Linked DNA regions of Mus musculus: region 2 is linked to region 1. A link is a contact called in public ChIA-PET data. All regions are on one chromosome and are shown on one strand. The core of a region is the stretch at or near the end of the contact, and the rest is flanking DNA. Distances in the headings are between cores, read along the strand shown. Region 1 holds the start of Glrx3 (glutaredoxin 3). Region 2 has its middle 40 kb from the start of Glrx3.

What was found. ChIA-PET counts read pairs in DNA pulled down with a chosen protein or histone mark.
Region 2: a contact with region 1 is called in an RNA polymerase II ChIA-PET map of effector CD8 T cells, with 12 read pairs. The contact joins the enhancer-like site here to the promoter of Glrx3 in region 1. A contact is called at or near these places in 6 of 484 Hi-C or Micro-C datasets (CD4 T cells, the HPC-7 cell line, embryonic stem cells and 3 more), 6 of 115 datasets of contacts at active chromatin or transcription factors (the SCID.adh cell line, effector CD8 T cells, embryonic fibroblasts and 1 more) and 2 of 9 other capture datasets (liver and pancreatic islet).

The regions. Positions count from the first base shown.
Region 1 is chr7:137,432,599-137,440,513 of GRCm38.p6, forward strand. Glrx3 (glutaredoxin 3) reads left to right here and starts at 4,975. Exons shown (of 11, transcript NM_023140.5): 1 at 4,975-5,173. The coding sequence starts at 5,076.
Region 2 is chr7:137,473,213-137,481,127 of GRCm38.p6, forward strand. No RefSeq gene overlaps it. Among named protein-coding and RNA genes, the nearest start is that of Glrx3, 40 kb to the left of the region's middle. Within about 2 kb of position 3,474, at least 4 of the 459 cell types and tissues checked have an H3K27ac peak or open chromatin away from gene starts, as enhancers often do. A contact at or near this core is called in effector CD8 T cells, where this site is marked.

The DNA.
Region 1 (7,915 bases), core at 3,725-6,224:
TACATCTAGATCCTTGGGGCTCACTCTCAAGTCAGCCTAGCACACTTGGAGATTTCCAGGTCAGTGAGGCTTTGTGTCAGAAACACACACACACACACACACACACACACACACACACACACACACACACGCGCGCGCGCGCGCGCATGCATATGTACCACAGTTGATTGCAAACACAAGATGGAGTTCTCTGGCTGCCTCCTCACTCCTGGGCAAGGACTCTAGCTCTCTAGCCGGAATCCCAGGTCCTGCTTGTTTCTATGCTCCAGAAATACCTCACAGTGCCACAGTGCTCCTGGGGGCAGCTTCATTGTCTTAATCTGCAGGTTAGAAGCAGCTGCTTTGCTGGGAGGGCTGTTTCTAGCCAGGCAAATCCCACAGCACAGGATAGCATCTTACCAGAGGGGGTTGGAGGTTCAGGTGTCACATTCTCTCAGGTAGGAATCCCAGCTCCTAAAAAGGCATCAGGCAAAAGTGAGTGTTGTACCCAGAATAACTCTCCAGGGACATAGGCCCAGATCAGCTCCAATCTCTTGCTTTCCTATGTTGATTTTTCCACCTGCACAGAGAAAAGCCGAGTGTCCTTTACAAAAGTAACCTCTAGTTGGGGTTACTGTTGCTGTGATAAAACACCATGACCAAAGCAAAGTTGGAGAAGAAAGGGTTTGTTTAACTCAGTTCTATATCACTGTTCATCCCTGAAGGAAGTCAGGACAGGAACTCAAACAAGACAGGATCCTGGAGGCAGGATCTGATGCAGAGACCATGGAGGGGTGCTGCTTATTGGCTTGTTCAACATGGCTTGCTCAATGTGCTTTCTTTTTGTTTGTTTGTTTTTCGAGACACAGTTTCTCTGTATAGCCCTGGCTGTCCTGGAGCTCACTTTGTAGACCAGGCTGGCCTCGAACTCAGAAATCCTCCTGCCTCTGCCTCCAGAGTGCTGGAATTAAAGGCATGTGCCACCACGCCCAGCTTCAATGTGCTTTCTTATAGAACCCAGGACCACCAGCATAGGGATGGTACCACCCACAATGGGCTGAACTCTCCCCCATTAATCACTAAGAAAATGCTCTACAGGCTCGCTCAGAGCCTGATTTTATGGGAACTTTTTTTTTTTTAATTTTTCGAGACAGGGTTTCTCTGTATAGCCCCGGCTGTCCTGGAACTCACTCTGTAGACCAGGCTGGCCTTGAACTCAGAAATTTGCCTGCCTCTGCCTCTCAAGTGCTAGGATTAAAGGTGTGTGCCACCACCACTGCCTGGCCACATTAGCTTTCTTTCTTTCTTTCTTTTTTTTTTTTAAGATTTATTTGTTATTTATTTATTTATTTATTTATTTATTATATGTAAGTACATTGTAGCTGTCTTCAGACACTCCAGAAGAGGGAGTCAGATCTCATTACGGATGGTTGTGAGCCACCATGGGGTTGCTGGGATTTGAACTCCAGACCTTCGGAAGAGCAGTCGGGTGCTCTTACCCATTGAGCCATCTCAGATACCACACATTAGCTTTCTAAAATGCATCTTGGCCCATCCTGAGCTCGCTAGTCTTAGATGCTGAAGTCAGAGCATTTTCTAGGCATGAAGTCACCTGTGGCCTCTTGGGTTATCAATATTAGCAGTGGTAACTGCAGAAAGGGTGATTGGAAAGTTCCTCAGGATATTTCCTGTGGTTTTCCCAAAGTGAGAGCCCCTCTGCAGCTTGTGTCTGCCACTTGCAGCAAATTCCATTTAGAGGGAAAGCCAGAATTTGTAAAACTGACAGATGGGGAGTGGGGTGACGCAGCCTTAAAAAAAGAACTCTAGGGCTGGAGAGATGGCTCAGTGGGTAAGAGCACTGACTGCTCTTCCAAAGGTCCTGAGTTCAAATCCCAGCAACCACATGGTGGCTCACAACCATCTGTAATGAGACCGGATGCCCTCTTCTGGTGTGTCTGAAGACAGCTACAGTGTACTTACACATAACAATAAATAAATCTTAAAAAAAAAAAGAACTCTACAACACATCTCCTCTCTGAATTACAATTTTACTAACTTCATGTGACAGAGGCAGTCTGAATTCTTTGAAGGCAGGAAGAAGCAGATACAGAGCAGTGGTTCTCAACCTTCCTTATGCTGCGACCCTTTAATACAGTTCTTCATGCTGTAGTGACTCCCTAACCATAAAAGTATTCCACTGCCACATCATAACTGTGAATTTGCTACAGTTGTGAGTTATAACATAAGTATCTGATATGGAGGATATCTGATATGTGAGCCCAAACAAGTCAAACCCCACAGGTGGGGAACTAATGGGTTAAAGAATGAAGGGCCTCCCATTAGCACCCCAGCTCTCATTCTTGCCTAGCAAGCTCTCACACTTTGGGGAGCTTTGGGCAGACCTTTCTCTATGTCACATTCAGCTATATAGTTTATATACTTAAATATAGCAATCAGAGTGGGTGTCTTAGTTAGGGTTTTACTGCTGTGAACAGACACCATGACCAAGGCAAGTCTTATAAAAACAACATTTAATTGGGCCTGGCTTACAGGTTCAGAGGTTCAGTCCATTATCGTTAAGGTGGGAGCATGACAGTATCCAGGCAGGCATGACACAAGCAGAGCTGAGAGTTCTATGTCTTCATCCAAAGGCTGCTAGTGGAAGACTGACTTCCAGTCAACTAGTGTGAGGGTCTTAAACCCACACCCACAGTGACACACCTACTCCAACTAGGTCACACCTATTCCAACAAGGCCACACCTCCAAATGGTGCCACCCCCTGGTGCAAGAATATACAAACCATCCCAGTGGGTATCCAGTCTTTATTTTATTTCTTATTCTTTTATGAAGGCAAGGTTTCATACTAAAGCCAGGCCCTCTTTTCTCTTGCATTTTACCTCCAAAGAGTTCTCTACAGTCTTTGTTTTCAGTCAACTCTTTATTCAAAGATGTAGATTCATATATACTTAATATGAAAAAGAAAAATGCTGGGTCTGGAAGCACATGCCTGTAAGCCCAGGACTTGGATGGTGGAGGCAGGGGGATCAGGAGAGCACGACAAACTTCAGCTACACAGCAAATTGGAGGTCAGCTTGTGCCACTTAAGAATGTATTTCAATAAAAACAATAATACATTTATTACCAACTAGGTACACATAGTAGGTAAGTTTATTATCAACTAGGTGGTACATACATATAAGTCCAACATTTTGGAGGTAGAAGCAAGCAGGTCGTGAGTTCAAGGCCAGTCTTGGCTTCATAATCAACTCTAGGCCGTCACGGCCTACATGAAAACTTGTTTCAAAATATAAAGGATGTGTGTGTCGAGACAGAGATAATGTGTGTACTGTCTCCCAATGATAAAACCTTGTGTCTTAGTTAGGGTTTTACTGCTGTGAACAGACACCATGACCAAGTCAATTCTTTTTTTTTTTAAAGATTTATTTATTTATTTATTATATGTAAGTACACTGTAGCTGTCTTCAGACACACCAGAAGAGGGCATCAGATCTCATTAAGGATGGTTGTGAGCCACCATGTGGTTGCTAGGATTTGAACTCAGGACCTTTGGAAGAGCGGTCAGTGCTCTTAACCGCCGAGCCATCTCTCCAGCCCCGACCAAGTCAATTCTTATAAAGGACAACATTTAATTGGGGCTGGCTTACAGGTTCAGAGGTTCAGTCCATTATCACCAAGGTGGGAGCATAGCAGCATCCAGGCAGATGTGGGGCTGGAGGAGCTGAGAGTTCCACCACTTGTTCCAAAGGCAGCCAGGAGGAGACTGGCTTCCAGGGAGCTAGGATGAGGGCCTTAAAGCACACACCCACAGTGACACACCTACTCCAATAGGGCCACACCTTCTAATAGTGCCACTCCCTGGGCTGAGCATATACAACCCATCGCACCTTGCAAACCTGTAATACAATACTATAATCAGGATGTTAATGTCCGCGTGTGACCCTGATGTCTTTCTGAGGTTTCTATGGCTTTATTGGTATTGGCGTATGTTTATTTTCTTACAGTCCTAAGTTTGGGGTTCTGCCCCCCCCCCCCCCAGCCAAGAAGCAGAACAATTTGTCCTGTTGCATTTGGAGCACTGTGATCCACATTTTTAGTAGGGGTGTTTCTCAAGATGTGTGTGACACAGCTTCCAGGGCTTTTGTAATCATAGGAGCAGGGCTGCCAATAGGATACAGGAGTGGCCACCGCAAGCAACTCTCCTGTGTTCTTTAAAATGGCTCAGTGAGCAGAGGTAAAAGGACATATTTAATTCCCAATCGATCGAAAATATTTCAATCTGTAATCTGTTACTGTTACTCAGGCTGGCCTGGAACTCACTGTAGAGCCCAGGCTGGACTCAAACTTAAGGAACTTCCTGCCTTAGCATGGGAAAGAGTGTGGAGAAGATACCACTGGCGAGTCACTGCCCGTACAGGGAAGCTTCTAGTAAGAGGGTCATGGAGGCTGGGCCTGGGTGGGAAGGTGCAGGAACTCTAAAAAGGAGCCTAACGGTTCTTAGAGGCAATGGGGCGAGCCATTTAGGTCTTGTGTCAAGGCTGCAACGGCTAACAGGTGTCACAGAGTTGTACTGAAGGTTGATTATGGGGTTCTGAGGGCACCTCTAGAAGAGTTCGAGTTTCCTCCAGGACTGAGGTACAAGGACTATCAGGGTTGTGCTCAGACACTATTGTTTTTTTAGTCTTAAGACTTCCTAGTTCATCTTTATGCAGCTTCATGTGAGATTTCAGCTTGCCAATGTTCTATTCTGACTTCACTCTAATTTACAATACACACATACTTACATCCCTTCCTATTACAGGTTTCTGAGCTCCAGAGCTACAACAGCCAGGGGCCAAGGCATCTAGCTAGTTAGCACACCAATACAAAGCAAGGAGGCTCCGCTAGCCCAACCCAGAGCCTCCCAGTTCTCCCAGTCCGAGGGCGTGACCTTCAGTGCCGGAGGGCGTGGCATAGTGTGTCAGGGGTGGGCCCCCGATCTCAGCGGGCGTGGCTTCCCCGTGCGCAGCCTCCTCGCGTGTCCGTCCGGCCCTATCGAGCCTCCGGCGCTCGACTGCTGGTGTCTGGCGGAGACAGCATGGCGGCGGGGGCGGCCGAGGCAGGCGAGGCAGCCGTGGCAGTGGTGGAAGTCGGCTCTGCCCAGCAGTTTGAAGAGCTACTGCGCCTCAAAACCAAGTACGCGGGGGCGGCGAGAGGGCCCGGGGACCAGAGGGCGGCGGGCCGGGGGGTCACGGGACTTGGGGGCGGCTTCCCAACGCGGCACGTCCGGAGCTGAGCTCGTGGTCCAACGGCGGCCCTACTTGGGCCGCGGCGGTAGCCCCTCCTAGGGAAGCGGCCCGCGGCGGCCCGCGTGCACAATGGACCTGCCCTCCGGAGACCCGCATGTGGCGCCTCCTGAAGGAAGCCTTGGCTGGCGACCAGCCTGCAGGCCCAGCTAGGGTCCCGGGCTTTCCTGAACCACCAGCCGGCTAAGGGAGGGTCTGCGGCGGCCGGGTGCGCGCGCCTCGCCTTTGGCCAAGCCTTCCTGAGGCCAGCCCTGGGGATGCGTGGGAAACCAGGACCTCGGCGCTCTAGGATGCTGCCCTGCCTTGATCTGCATGCAGAGTGGTGAGGGAGGGGTTTCAGGGCCCACTGCCGGGGATCCCCAACCTCTCCTTAGCCCCTTATGTGCTTGTAATCCTGGGGCAAGTTTCCTAACCTCCCCTTCGGCTTCCTCCCGGGTGAATGGACCGGTTCTGTTAAAGCTCTGTTTTGTGGTTGGCGTACCGGAAGCTCTCTCCACTAATGTGGGGGCCTTGGTATCCTCACTGAGCAGAGTGGGCAGGTGGCAGATTGACTGGCTGACATCTGCTACTCCATACAGTATGGAGGAGAATTACAATAGCTCATTCAGAGGCTGGCAGTGTAGCTAGTGCTTAATACACAAGAAACCCTGAGTTCAACTTCTAGCACCGAAAACAACAACTCATCTTCATCAACAACAAAACCAGTCCTTTCCAACCCTTTCGCATTTCAGGTTTACTTGATTTTAAATTTTTTTCCCCCCAAAGAAAAGAAAAAGGGAGAATGAGAGTAACATTAAGTAGAAGCTGACTTCTGATGGATCCAGCCAGGTCGTTTACCAGGCGTTTCGGAGGACGTCAGAGATGGCCTCCTGAAGTGATGAGGGCTTGTGTGGACATGTCCTGAAAAGCTTGAACTTAAATCGTCTGAGAAGATTCTTTTATGTGTGTGTGTTTCACATGCTTAGTTTGTCTTTATGTTTCATGTGTTAAACAGGCCTTAGTGGGTAAAAGTTAGCATGCCATTTATTCTGCAAGTTCAAGGTCAGTTTGATCTTCATAGTGAGTTTCAGGCTAGCCAGAGGTATATAAGGAGACCCTATTGTAAAAAATCAGGAAACAAACATTTCTTTCCTCTCAAGGGGGGTGGGGGGCAAGACAAGAACAGCAACAAACCGCAAACCCATCTGCATGTATTCTTGTCACTGGTGTCTGCCTGAGATGACTCGGGAGACAGTGTTCCCGTCTGCAGTGACTGTTCAGAATGGGTCATGGGAAATGCTGTGTGACACCTGGGGAGTGACACCTGGGGAAGGATAGGAAGCCATCAAGAATACTAAATACGGGCTGGCGAGATGGCTCAGTGGGTAAGAGCACCCGACTGCTCTTCCAAAGGTCCGAAGTTCAAATCCCAGCAACCACATGGTGGCTCACAACCACCCATAATGAGACCTGATGCCCTCTTCTGGAGTGTCTGAAGACAGCTACAGTGTACAGTGTATTTATAATAAATAAATAAATCTTTAAAAAAAAAAAAAGAATACTAAATAGCACTTGTGGGTGCAGCCATTTCCATGTCAAGGCTTTTCAGGGTTGGTGTGGGTTGAAGTCTACTTTTTTGTTTTATTATTATTTTTTCATCATTTTATGTGTATTGCTGTATCGCCTGCAAGCAGCTGTCCACCACAAGCATGCAGTGCCCTCAGAGGCTAGAAGAGGGCGTTGGCTCCCCTGGGATTGCAGTTACAGATTGTTGTGGCCCCTGTGTAGGTGCTAGGAATGGAACTCCCTAGTCTTCTGTAAGAGCACTTAGTGTGCTCTTAATCATTGAGCCATCTGTCCAGCCCCAAAATTTTCTTTTTATATTAAAATTCTAACGTATTTACGTACTTGTAACTTTTTCTATATATATTTTTATATATGAAAGTTCTTATGTCTATGTAAGTTTTATGTTTATGTAAGTTACTGAAATCTCAGTTTCTGTCTATATAGTGGGGGTGGGAAATGGGTACCAGAGTTTGTGCCCATTCATAAACCACTTTATTCATAAACACACACATACACCCACACACACACACACACACACACACACACACACAGAGTCTAGAGTATGGTAGCGCTTAGCATTGGTAGTATAATTTGCAAGTGAATAACTGGAGTATGGAGCACTACAGTAGAACAGCAAATGATTATTGGCTCTAATGGTTCCATTGATGGAGAAATGAGACTCATTATGTCTGCTAAAATATTGAGATATTCTGGGGTGTAGTGTAGCTCAGTGGTGGGGTGTGTGTTCAAAGCTCTAGGTTTGAGCACCAGTGCAGGGTGTAAGGGAGCCATGTTAATGAGTATTTCAACTCCATCTTTCTGTAAACGTTGTCCTAGAACAATGCATTGGACATATTGGCCTGTCTGTTATGAGGCAGAGACTGGTTCCATACAGTACACAAGAGGGTGACATCCCTGTTATATGTGCAGTTGGCATTCCATGCTTAAGTGGAAAATAAGAGCTAGGCATGTAAACATAAGAATATCTTGGGCAGTAAATAATCATTCGCATTAAACACATGCAGTGGTGTTATCAAAGCACTTTCTTGTCTGATCTTCTACCAACCCAGGACTCTTTATAGTTGTG
Region 2 (7,915 bases), core at 2,224-4,723, 39 kb after region 1:
CTCTGTGTCTGCTCCATCAGTTGCCGATGAAGTCTCGCTGGTCTCTTCAGGCAGGACAAACTGTAGGTAGAAGGTTTTGTGGCTGGGTTGGTTCACTTGCTGTCTGGATGCGCTGTACAGAGTCATGAATTAGGACAGCCCGAGCATGGGTGTTTTCTTGCTGTCTGGTGTGCACAGTGATTTTTTTTTTTTTTTACATGAATCACAGGTCTCAAGTTTTATTTCCTTTCATTCCCCTCTTCTTCTACTAAGTAATTCTAATCTTAGAATTTTAGAAGTCTCTATCTCTATATGGAGAATAGAAATCATAACATGGGCCAAAGGTTAAGAACAAAAACAGAATAAGAAGGGATAGTAGACAGATTTAGGCAGGAACCCTTCTAGTGAAGCTTGAGGGTCTGGGCATGATGTAGGTATACGTGGATCAGATCTCTGGCTGGAACTGTTGAGATGTCTTTTGTGGTACCCGGCTTGTTCGCTGTAGCCAATTGTGACCAGCCTTCTTTCTGCACCACCTGCAAGCCTTTTAACTTAGCATATAGATTATTATTACAACAACATGTAGGTTTAAGACAGTGATGGGCATGGGGAAGGAGCACCAAATCTGCACCAGTCTCTTAGAATTCTATTCATCTTTTCTATCTGTCCTGAGCTTTGGAGCCTGTATGCACAATGTAACGTCTAATCAATCCCCAATATCTTGGCCAGTCCCTGATTTACCTGGGCAACAAAGGCAGGTCCATTATTGGACCTGATTACCTTGGGTATCCCAAACCTCGGGAAGATTTCTTCTAGGATCTTCTTGGCTATCACATTGGCCGTCTCAGTCCTTCAACCGGGAGACTACTGCCATCCATGTACCAGCTCGAACTCTCAGGCCAAGGCTGATCTGATCCTTCAGATAATTTCTTCTGCCAGAACGTCAGCGCAGTGATGAGTAGGTGAAGTCTTGGGCAGTAGGGTATCAAGATTGAGGACAGCAGGTGGAGCGAAGGTCACTCGTTCAGTCAACAAAAAGCTCTGATAATGTGTCACAGGAGCATTGGTCGTCATCCATCAGTCAGGGGGCTTTCAGATAATTCTTTCAAGAGTGTGGGGTGCCACTATAGTTATTTGCTGTCCCAGAGTGAGCTTATCAGCATCTTTGACAAGCAGAGCTATGGCAGCAATAGCTTTCAGGCAAGAAAACTACCTGCTGGCAACAGGGTCTAACTTCTTGGATAGGTAAGCCACTGCCTTTTTCAAAGTCCTAAAGTCTGAGTAAGGACTCCTCTGGCGACCCCTGGTCTCTCTTCCACATAAAGAGTGAAAGGCTTGGTTAGGTCAGGCAAAGGCTGGCCATCAGTAGGGCCTTTTTCATTTCTTTAAAGGCTTTCTGGTGATCTGAGGTCCACACAAACACCTCCCCTTCCTTGGTTAGGGGGTACAACGGGCAACTAAAGTTGCTAACCCAGGTATCCAGAGCCTGCAGAAACCAGTGGTGCCCAAGAATTTTTTTTACTTGCCTTGGTGTAGTTGGGGTGGGGATCTGAGTTACAGTCTTTTTTCTGGCTTTCTTTAGCCACTACTTCCGGTCTTGAAGGGTGTATCCCAAATAAGTAACTTCAGTCTGACACAGCCGAGCCTTTTTAGCTGAGGCTTGGTCTTCTGCTGCCCAGGTTTCCTGTCTAGATCCTGTCTTTTCTTTCTCTCCTACCACTGTGGCCAAGTTTCTAGTCAAATTTCTTTCTTGTCTACGATCCCTCCTGTTTTCTCTTTCTTCTGCCTCTCGCCCCCCCCCCCTCCTCGCAATATGCCTTCTCTGCCTCTTACTGGTTCTACTCTAAATATTTCTCATTCAGAGTATCTCTCTCATCTCAGACCTCTAATCTCCTTCATCTCTATTTTCACTGTCTCTCCTGAGTCTGCTGGAGCTTTGCTCTTCCTTACAATCTAAGCTCACTTTTTTCTAGACCTCTATACACTTTTGTCAGAGCCTGGTGATTAGACTTGTAGGTACTCCTTACCTGGGACAGAAGTTTTAAGTGGGCAGATGTCTCCCTCGGGCCAACTCAGGGAGGGGGGAAAAGGCGGCAGAGGGCGACTCTAGTTGGCCCCTCTCCAGCAGGCATCACGGCCTAGGAAGCCAGGCGGGGCCGGCGTGGGGCCCCGCGGGCCTCGCCCCTCTTTCTTTTCTTGCCTATCCCGCAGGCGGTGAAATGCGTGGTGGTGGTGGGGCCCGGCACCCCGGGAAAACCTCCACATCGGTGTTCCCCCCTGGGCCATGGTTTCCCACGTGGCGCAGCACTGCTGCTGCCGAAGCCGGGAGTTCTCAGTCCCGCCCTGCGGCTGCGTGCGGCTGTGCCGAGTTGTTTTTCTTACCTATCACTGACAAATTCTGTCCTAACGTCAGTCCAAGTCCACAGTTGGCACCACACACACAGTCTGTCCCATGACGAAAACCACCAACACAAACAAGACAGCAACAGAGAAAAAAAACCCACCAGTATCTAAGCACATTCGTTCCTCACTCTGCCAGATGACAGTCAGACCTTTCTGGACTGTCCCTCACCCTTGGAACATCTTCCAGAGGTTGCAGCTTTCGGGGCCTCTGGACGTCTCCCTCCCGTGGCTACTGGGTCCTTACGGCCCACAGTGGCAGCTGCCAGAATACAGAATACCAGAACTGGGGAACCAGGCTGTGGGACTCGAACCCACAATCCCAGAACTGTAAACCAAGACACGAGGTGGGACCTGAACCCACAATCTCACAACTGAAAAACCAAGACATGAGGTGGGACTTGAACCCACGATCTCAGAACCGTAAAACTAAGGCATGAATTCATAAACCAAGACACAAACTCACAATCCCAGAACTGAAAAACCAAGACACAAACTCACAATCTCAGAACTGAAAAACCAAGACACAAACTCACAATCTCAGATCTGAAAAACCAAGGCACAAATTCACAAACCAAGACACAAATTCAGCGGTGCCACACTTAGACAACAGACAACATGTAAGACACACAGAAACAAACATACCTCCAAGGGGTCTTTCGGGGTTCCTGGGTGTCACACAGATCTCGGTGGGACCTCCAAATGAAAGAACCCAGTGGGGAAACCCCCACTCAATTCCCGATTTGGCGTGCACCCAAGAATCACGCTCCGGGTCGAAACGTATCTCACGCAGGAGACAGTGGATTCGACCTGCACAGTGATTCTTAAACACAGCACAAGAATGCTTAACTTGTATAAGGCACACTTGTCTAGCATAGCCTCTGTGGGAATGAACGGTGGGAATACTGCACTGAGTGGGTCTAGCTTGGTCTGCGTGCCCCCTTCACACTCTTCCTTTGGTGTGGGATGAGCAGGACACGGACTGTGAGTGGGTGGGTTGCTTCCGGTATCTTGGTGAAAGGGGAGGGTTAGTATAAACAAGACACGCATCTCACCAAAGTCGCAAGCTCTGGGGCTGCCGTGCTCAGGATGTTCTTGCTCTCTGCAACATCACTGCCACTTGATAGGGAGATGTGGTTGTTGAGCTGACACCTCTGCCGGGTGTAGCCTGTGGTTTCTTCACACCCTTTGACCACCGTCGGCCTTGATCCTGGAGTACTGTAACTGTCGTGTCTCTCAAGATACACAAGTGAGCTGTTGACTCCTCACATCCTGGGGGTAGGGTGAGGAGGGGCCTTAGGAGCCAGGAGACCCAGGGCCAAATCCCAGCTATACCACTTACCCTGTGACCTTGTTGGGTCTTGCTCTGGACCTGAGCTTCCATGCATCATGGTGCACTAGGATTCTATACTGGGATATGGTCCTACTGCCATCAAGAAAGCTCTGCTACCAAGCTGCTGCACCTATGGTGAATCTAGAAGTGAGACAGGAGGTTGGGGGCGACAGCATCAGAGTCCTCTGCGTGCACAGCCTGGGGATGCTCAGGCCACAGGCAAAGATTCTTCCCATCATGTGTCATGGTGGAGAATGGGCTAGCCTGCTGGGATCTTCTGTGGCTCTCTCCCTACACCTGACCAAGGAGTTCATGGACTCTGCATTTGACTGTCAGTGCCACTTGTCATGGGGGAAGCCTTGTTCAGGGATCCTTCCTGACAGAGCACACTTTATACCTATAGCTGGTTTAAAACAGCCAACACACATGGTATTGTCAGGCAGTGACCCAAGCACTCAATTCATCGGGAGTCACTGCTGTCTCAACACTACGGTAGAGGGGGGAATAGGTTAAACAAACTGCACAAGGTCACAGTACTTGGTGTAGCTGGGATTTGACCCTAGATCTCCAGCCATGCTTCCAATTGACCTCGTATCCCCGACAGGATGTGGAGTTATAGTCCAATTATGTAGCTTGAGGGGGAGGACAGTTGTAGTTCTCAAGGGTCCAGGTCAATGGTAGGTAGAGGATGAGAGGGGCTGGATCTTCTTCATTGGCATAAGAGAAGCCAAAGCTGAGGATAACTCTACAGAAGGTGGGGTGTGCACTTCCAGCAGCCGGGAGCATAGGCTTGAGTTCCCAAACACAGGACCAAACAGATGATCCCTGACCAGGCACCTCGACAGATAGCTACTACATGAATTAGAAAGTAACCCTCTGGGTGCTAGTTTCCCCCAGCGCTGATTGGCACCTCCTTTGAGTTTTGATCTACATTCTTTCTCCTCAAGGCCTTGGTATGCACAAGGGAGGATGCACAGCTGCAAGAAACCAGCATTGCCTGTGGTTTGAAGGTCTGCAGAGATGAGTGCATGCCCCATTAACACAGCCTGCTCCTGGAGCAGTAAGTTGGGAAATGGGCCACTCTGGAGGGCTCATCCCCACACTGTTGGATCCCCGATGGTCCAGGGATGTCCAATTGCTCCCTGTGTGGCTGCCTAGCTGGCCCAGTTCTAGCCTAGTTCTGAGATGTTAGTGTCAGGACAAGGTTGGATCCCGGCCTGACTGACTGGAGTCCCTGTCCTTGACTGTTGAAGGCCCTTGGTGTCCAGACACGGCTTGGGGGAGCGGTCACTCCTCAACCCCAAGGCGGGTAATGGTAGGCAATGCGGGCTTTCCTGTGCTAACTCAGCTTCTCTGTCCCCGATGTCTACTTGTAACTTTGCAGGAACTAGCCTGGTATCCTCTGTAGCTGGTCACCACTGGTCTATGAATGTCACAATCAGCTCCTGGCTGTAGGAGGCAGCGGCAGGTGGTGACCGTGTGTGTCCACGCGAGGTCGCTGCGCACCGCGGGCCGATCAACCGCGCAGTCTGCAAGAGCGAACTTTGGGCACCAGGGGGCGCGCGAGGACCAAGGTTAGCACAGCATGGACAGGAGTGCGGTGGTGGTGTGTCCCTCCCGCCTCGCCTCCGCGCGAGTCTTGGAACCGCTTGTTTTGAAATTCTACCTCCCTTTTTCCTTTACAGAGAAAGCGTGTGGAAAATCTAGGTTGACTAGCTGGGGAGCAGCGTTCACAGACCTGTGTGGCTGCCTCCTATTCGAATACCAGAGCTAATCCTCACCCCCACTCACCCTGCCCCCAATCTCCTGGTCCTTGGAAGCCACCTAGATGGCACTGCTGATTTGCACCCTGCGGGAGCCAGCATCCACCCTCTGGAGTGAAGCTTACCTGGTGGATAGCCATCAGCCTAACCTAGGCTTTCAGGTGTATATGTGGAACACCTCACCCCTATTCCCAGCTCCACTTCACAGAGGACACGCCATAGAATAAGGTGCCACAGTCTCATTGCATCATGAGATGGTACTGTCCCTATGATCTGTCACGGCCTGAAGAAGTTTGTGGATGTCTTCACGGTGACGCAACTCTCTTCCCCTTTCCATGCTGTGTTGCTTGGAGACAGTTCACACCTGAAGGGCAGGCATCTTTAGGGGGAGGTGCAAAACTGAGGTTCTGTTGGGAAAATTTTGGATATTCATCCCTTTACCCTGCTTATTCTTTTGTCTAGCCATTCGTTCATGTCAGGGGGTGCTTACCGGTATTTTATATCTGCTGCGGAGTTCTGCTCTCTGGGCACGATACGACCATGGCCGTCTCAAAATCATCAGCAGTTCCAACTATCTGCATAAGATCCTTGGCCACTAACATTCCCTCAAGGCTGGTGGGCCTGATAGGGTACGGCTCAGGAGGGTGTACTCGAGAGAAGGATATAATTGATGAACAGTTAGGGGCACTCTTCTTTGGAGGTGTGGCTGCCCATAAACTGTTCATGTTCCTATAAGTAACTCCAGTTAAATGTAATGATTAGTTAAGGTAGACGTTGGGGGTGTTGGCTCTTTGGTCTGTTGCTGGCACCCTGTCTGGAGGGAGATATCCATTTATCTCTCTCCATGCAAAGTTTAGCTACAATAGCCAAGGGAGTGAGGGAGGGAGTGGTCATGGAATGGTGGGAGGCGTGGCCACAGAAGGATGGGAGGCAGGGCTGGTGGTATACACAGGGGCCTCTGTGTGTGTGTGTGTGTGTGTGTGTGTGTCCCAATTCTAGTCTTTCTGAAACGGAATATTTCAAAGGAGAAACAAAACAAAACAAAACAAAACAAGACAGGTTTAGGATAAACCCTGTTGCCAAAACATACTGAGGATAGCCATTCACCGTAGCCTGGTCACTGTGGTAAGAAAGGCTGGGTCTGGGTGGCATGGTTGCTCTGGGTTTATCTATCCTTGGTCCTGGCCCTGTTCTATGTTCTAATGGCTATGGTCATGTCAAGAGTTCTCGGGACACAGATGTAGTTCCTGTTGGCATCCCCTATCAGCCTCAGCCAGTGCCCTTGCTCAGCGGACTCAAGCTGGGGGCCAGAGCTTTGCCTTCTGTTTTTTTTTTTTTTTAGTTTTTCAAGACAGGGTTTCTCTGTGTAGCCTTGGCTGTCCTGGAACTCACTCTGTAGACCAGGCTGGCCTCAAACTCAGAAATCCACCTGCCTCTGCCTCCCGAGTGCTGGCATTAAAGGCGTGTGCCACCACCGTTGGGCTAGAGCTTTGCCTTCTTAAGTGATGTCTCCACTGGGTGCTTCCTTAATGCCTATCACTGGCCCCCAAGAGAACCGACATGGACAGGGGCCGCCAGGGGCCCTGTAGAAACCTTTTCATCTGATCTGCCAGATGCTTGAACCTGTGTCGACAGAGTCATTTGTACGGCGCCGTCTCTGCTCTCTTGGGACACACCCTAGTCTCTTTGGATGGCCGTCTGCCCGGGGTGATGGATATAAGCTAATCCTGTCTGTCTTGGAAGAAGGTGGCAGCTTGGCAGTTAACAAAGGGTTTTAATTAAAGAGAAAAGAATCATTTTGGCAAACTAGTTTTGCTCCTAAACTCAAGTGATCTGTCAAAGCTATAAGTTTGGTTAATTTCCACATAAGTCTCACTGGAGGAATTCACCCCAGTATCTGTGGGAGACAGAGTCCCAGGTCCAGGGATCCTGGGGAGAGCTCTTCTCATTTCCTCCCTCCCTTGTGGAATTCTCCAAAGCTGTGCTCCTCTCTCTCTCAAGATCTATTTATTTATTTTATGTATATGAGTACACTGTAGCTGTACAGATGTAGTTGTGAGCTATCATGTGGTTGCTAGGAATTGAACTCAGGACCTCTGATCGCTCTGGCCCTGCTCACTCTAGCCCAAAGATTTATTTATTATTATATGTAAGTACACTGCAGCTGTCTATAGACACATCAGCAGAGGGCGTCAGATGTCATTACGGATGGTTGTGAGCCACCACCATGTGGTTGCCGGGATTAGAACTCAGGACCTTCGGAAGAGCAGTCAGTGCTCTTACCCTCTAAGCTACCTCTCCAGCCTGTGCAGTCACTCATTACCCCAGGTTGCCAATAGGTCCGGACCTTGCCTTGACCTCTTCTCCAGGCATGTGACCTTCTCACCCTGGCCCAGCCTGCCAGGACATGGCTGTTTACAGCTGCCTTGTGCTTTCTGTA